Regions from separate parts of the Mus musculus genome. Here region 1 is linked to region 2. Evidence: chromatin contacts called from public HiChIP or PLAC-seq data. All regions are on one chromosome and are shown on one strand. The core of a region is the stretch at or near the end of the contact, and the rest is flanking DNA. Distances in the headings are between cores, read along the strand shown.

The links. HiChIP or PLAC-seq counts read pairs in DNA pulled down with a chosen protein or histone mark.
Region 1: an H3K27ac HiChIP or PLAC-seq map of embryonic stem cells shows a contact between it and region 2, with 6 read pairs. The contact joins the enhancer-like site here to the promoter of Tbata in region 2. A contact is called at or near these places in 3 of 39 promoter capture datasets (the SN4741 cell line, embryonic stem cells and macrophages), 2 of 15 datasets of contacts at CTCF or cohesin (the NIH/3T3 cell line and embryonic stem cells), 8 of 484 Hi-C or Micro-C datasets (the CH12 cell line, the MNK3 cell line, bone marrow-derived macrophages and 2 more), 11 of 115 datasets of contacts at active chromatin or transcription factors (the HPC-7 cell line, the NIH/3T3 cell line, double positive thymocytes and 3 more) and 5 of 9 other capture datasets (adipose tissue, embryonic stem cells, liver and 2 more).

The regions. Positions count from the first base shown.
Region 1 is chr10:61,324,721-61,327,420 of GRCm38.p6, reverse strand. All of the region lies in intron 18 of Pald1 (phosphatase domain containing, paladin 1), which reads left to right. Among named protein-coding and RNA genes, the nearest start is that of Prf1, 28 kb to the right of the region's middle. Within about 2 kb of position 1,425, at least 32 of the 459 cell types and tissues checked have an H3K27ac peak or open chromatin away from gene starts, as enhancers often do. A contact at or near this core is called in the NIH/3T3 cell line, embryonic fibroblasts, embryonic stem cells and 1 more, where this site is marked.
Region 2 is chr10:61,170,677-61,173,376 of GRCm38.p6, reverse strand. It overlaps Tbata (thymus, brain and testes associated), which reads right to left and starts at 1,413. Exons shown (of 10, transcript NM_001017433.2): 1 at 1,345-1,413.

The DNA of each region.
Region 1 (2,700 bases), core at 176-2,675, 150 kb before region 2:
TACAGGAGGTGGCTGGGTGCCTCCTCCCAGAACTCCACCAGCACGGGATGCTTTTAAGGAAAGTGGATTGTGACAGGCAGATGGGCCATTGTCTCAAATCACAGCCCTGTGGCCAGAGGCAGGATGTACCCATGGGAACCTCTGGGGGTGTCGGGCGGAATCTTCACACAGTGTCTGAATTTAGAGATAATTCTACCCTTGAAAGGCTTCTTCTGTCTCCCACCGGATGGGCCTCAGACCTCATCCATCCTTGCCGATGTCTTGGGACAGTGGTATAGTGGTGTGGCTGTAGCCAGGTGAGAGCTGGCCACTTCTCCTGAACCTTGGTGGAAGGAGTTTAAAATGGCTTTTCTAAGAAGCACTGGGTGACTCCTGCCCTTCTGAAAACACTCCAGGGCTCAGAAGGAGACAGGAGAGGACAGGCTAAGGCTTGGTGGCCACATGGCCCAGTCAGTCAGACCAGCTCACCATTCTGAGACAGCAGGACCTCACTGTGTTGGCCAAGTGGCCATTATGTGGCCATTTTTACATTATATATAAACTTTAATATATTGTTTATGTTATAAGTTATATCAATATTAATATATTACATAGGATATTTAAAATATTTTAACACATAATATGCACTAACATTAATATATAAATGTATATTTATCTTGCATATGCATACTATTTATATATGTAATATATAAAAATATAACAATCATGTTTATATATTAATATATATTTTAAAATATTTATATTTTTTTTCTGTTTTCTTTCATCTGCTGCCTAGTTTTGTTTTGTTTTTTAAAAGGTTTTACTTATTTATTTTATGTGTATGAGTACACTGTAGCTGTCTTCAGACATACCAGAAGAGGGCATTAGATCCCATTTGGGAATTGAACTCAGGACCTCTGGAAGAGCAGTCAGTGCTCTTAACCTCTGAGCCAGCTCTCCAGCCCTGCTGTCTAGTTTCTAAGCAAAATTGATTTTTTTTTAGCACACGATGCTAATTCTTTTTTAATTATATGTAAGTACACTGTAGCTGTCTTCAGACACACACAAGAAGAGGGCATAGGATTCCATTACAGATGGTTGTGAGCCACCATGTGGTTGCTGGGGTTTGAACTCAGGACCTCCGGAAGAGCAGCCAGTGCTCTTAACCTCTGAGTCATCTCTCAGCCCCCACATTGCTAATTCTTGAAAGAGTATTCAGTCCTCAAAAACCCCTGCAGGCAGCTGCTCTGGCCCTTTGTAGGAACTTCCTGGCTTTTTCTAAGCTCTGAGCCCACGTCTTAGCTTCTCTTCCTACTTCTATGATAAGATACCCAACAAAGGTACTTAAAAGTGTCTAGTTGGCTCGTGGCTCCAGGATACAGTCTACTGCTCGCTCGGGGAGTGGAGGCTGCAGGAATTCAAACCAGCGGTATTGTTCCACCCACAGTCCAGACCAGAGAGCACTGGATTAGTACAGGGCAGTGATTGGCTGGCTCTCCTTCTCCTGCATTCCAGGACCTAGCCTGTGATGTGGTGCCGCTAATGTTCAAGGTGGGATTCCCTAGCTGAGATTTCCTCAGGGCCAGCCTCACAGCTCACAGGCCAGCCTGATCAGACAATTCCTCATTGAGGTCCCTTTTCCCAGTGATTCCGACGTTGTGTCAAGTACACAGCAGTCAAAACTGAGCAGCCTGTCTTCCCGTCTTCTCGTTTCTTTTTCTTTTTCCTTTTCCTTTTTTTTTTTTTAAAGATAATTTATTTTATGTATATGAGTACACTGTAGCTGCACAGATGGTTGTGAGACATCATGTGGTTGCTAGGAATTGAATTCAGGACCTCTGCTCACTCTGGCCCAAAGGTTTACTTATTAGTATATCTAAGTACACTGTAGCTGTCTTCAGACACTCCAGAAGAAGATGTCAGATCTCATTACAGATGGTTGTGAGCCACCATGTGGTTACTGGGATCTGAACTCAGGACCTTCAGAAGAGCAAGCAGTCAGTGCTCTTAACCGCTGAGCTATCTCTCTAGCCTTGTCTTCCCGTTTCTAATCCGACTGTCTAAGCTGCCCCCCTTCTCCACCCTTCCTCCTGACATAACCTTCCTCCTGACCCCTGTCTACCTCTGGGTGCCTGCTACCTCTTCTTCCTCACCCTAAAGGTCACTCTCTCTAACTTATCCACCCCACCCCCTTGCCCCACAACCACTCTGCTTTGTAGTTTTTGGAGCCTCCCGGAGGGCAGGGTGGGAAGCTCTCACCATGGTGGCCTCTGACCTGTCTAGTCAGTACTTCAGGCAGTGTGGGTCATAGGTGCCTTCTCACTGGTTTTCTGAAACGTGGAGGCCGAGAAGCTAATGGCAGAACCGGAGCCAGCTTGTGAGTCTGGCTGTCTCCCTGGGGAGCCAGAGCATTGTCCCTGTCCCCAAGTCCGTTCTGGTACATCCTGCTGTCCACTCCTCTTGAGTTGCCTCAAAAACTGGATTGGTGCCGTTCAGGCTTTCTCCAGTTTTAGGGCACTGGTCCATGTCACGTCTGGGGTGGGGCAACCCTGGAGTTTTCCCAGAGTGTATGTAGGCCAGCACTGTGTGTGTTCACGGGAGGGCTTCCATCTGCAGCCCAGCTGTTGGGAGAGCAGCTTTCTCCAGCCCCTTGGGGCTCACTGTGCCCTTCCATAGATAGTGAGTGCCATCACCTGAAGGATCCCCCTCCCCCACCCCCGT
Region 2 (2,700 bases), core at 164-2,663:
CACACATACCCATACACATACATCCATACACACACACCCATCCATACACAATATATTGCCACACATACACACACCACACACCACACACATACATCCATACACATACACAAACACACACAAACTCATTCTCACACATTCATCTACACATACAGACACATCAAAAAACCACACACCATACCCACACACTCATACACACCCATACATACATATACCTAAACTCATACACATCCACCCCCAAACACACACACAAATTCCCAGGCAAACAGAATTATCACAAACATGAGATCAAACAATAAAATAACTAAGGACATTTCCCTAGTGGCATTTTAGGGACAAGGAGGAGAGCACACAGGAGATGAGTTAGTGGTGGTGCTGTGGTCCTTGAGCAGGTGGCTCTTACTCAGCTCAGTGCATTTGTAAGTAAACCAATGAAAAGAAATGGATGAAAGACGACAGATATCAAAGCCAGAATTATGGTTAAATCTACAGGCCCTATGCAAGCGTTGGGGACCTGGTGCAAGTGAGTTCTGAGAAAGGTGCTGGAACCACAGATATGCAAGGCTCTCTGAGATGCCTCGGTGCCACCACCATCAGGTTAGTAGTAGGTGATGGGTTGGCTTCATTTGAGGCTGCACAGTCAAGGGCCAGCATAGTCATCTGGCTCACAGGCTGCTGATCGGTTGTCTAAAAAGAGTGAGCAGGGCTCCCTCTTCAGGAAACTCCATGCATGTATCATTGATGGTAGGGGCTGGGGTTCTTGGATGTTTCATGCTTGAAGACAGGGCATTTGAAAGTCCCTCATCCACCCGCCTACAGGAAAAAGTGCTCTTTAGAATAGAAACTCTCAAACACTCTTGACCATTACAACAGCAAGAAATCCATTTTTCCTTAGGTCTAAATTCGTGTGTGTGTGTGTGTGTGTGTGTGTGTGTGTGTGTGTGTCTGCATGCGTGCATGCCTCCGTGCCTGTATGTGTCTGCAGTGGTCATGGGAGTAGTCTGAAGCAGTATCTACATGTAAGATGTACGAGTATACTTGCATCTTGATTTTTTTTCTTCATGAATGTTAGACATGAGCCATTAAATTCTTCAATAAGATTAAGAATCAACACCCACCTACAAGGGTCAGTAGGACCTAGGAAGAGAGACAGATGAGGTCACTGCAGCCCATCCCTGCCCTCCCCTGCCTCTGATCCTGGGCTCGTTGATAGTCAGTTACAAGAGATCTGAAGGGAGCCACCAATGTAACCACAGGAACCCTCTTATCCCCCCACAATTCCTTTGTTGTCACCTGGAGCCAGATCCCATTTCATTCCCTACCCTCCTGAGAGGGCCCTGAACTCACCAGGAAGATGTCCACTATAGCATATGAGCAAGAAGCCCCTGGTGCCTGACCAAGATGGAGAAGAAGACTAATCAAGGGTAAGGCTTGTCGGAATTGTGGGCAAACCTGTTGCTTTGTGACTATGCTGAGCCCAGTGGTTGCTAGGTTACCCCTTCCCCACAACTCCAGAACATAGCCCAACACCTTTCTCCCCCACCACTGTGGAGTTCATCTTTCCCCTTCCTGGGGAGTTGGGGGTAGGGCAGGCAGACAGCTCACAGAGGACTCTTTCTTATCCCTTGAAATTCCTCCTCTGCTTCTTATCCAAGCACTTCCAGTACGGACCCACACAAGTAGGTTAACTACCCAGTCGAACCAGTCAGAAGGTGAAAATCTGTCCAAGGTCTTGCCAGCTTGCCAGAGGTCGATGCTGCTGTGCATAGTTGAGCCTTTGGGAGCTTTGATTCTTGGGATCAGTCCTGAGGGAGCTATTTATTTCTTAGGTAGAGAAGAGGAACCCAATCATAGGATCTGGTGGGTCCCTGTGGCTTCACTTGAAGGGCTGGCAGGGAGGGAAGGTTAAGGTCTTCAGTTAGCTAAAATGCCTGTGTTGCCAGGGGTATGGAGCGCAAAGCACCTTGTTAAAATCCCATTCTGCCATTTATCCTGTTGTGATTTCAGAGAGTCTACCCAAAGGCTCTGAACTTCATACCTCTAGTCCTATCAGAGTTCCTGCTAACACAGGAATGACATAAATGTTTATAAAACCAAGTTCCTGATCTCATAGGAATAGTGGATGCTTATTTTCTACAATCTCCCCAAGTTTCATCTAAATCTAACCAGTTAGGCACATTATATACAGTTTTCTAGCATATCTGCATTTTTTTTTCCAAAATTTTGCTCAAGAGGTCAGGCTCGGGGTAGGGTATTAATTACTCTTAGGGGCTCAGGTCTGGTAGGGCTGAAATGGGGTCCCCACTTATTGTCCCTTGGAAATCGACTTAACACGCATGAAAGTGCTTACAACACTATGTGGCTTCAAATCTGATCTCTTACCGATTACTGTGTAGGCTGGGGCTGGGGAACGAGTGCTGTCGCCTACTCCGGGCTTGCTCTGAAGAATAAATGGATTGTTGTGAGTAGAGTGCCTAATGATGTGCATGCTGGAGATACTCTAAGAGGGGGGCTGGGGAGATGGCTTCGTCTGCAAAGTGTTTGCCCTGCAAGCGTGAAGGCATGAGTTCAACCTCCAGAACCCTCGTGTCAAAAAAACAAAACAAACAGAAAAGCTGGGTCACAGTGTTGTCACACCTACAGTATCAGCACTGGACAGATTTAGCTGGCTCCCTGACACTCTTGGGTCATTAGCTCAGTGTG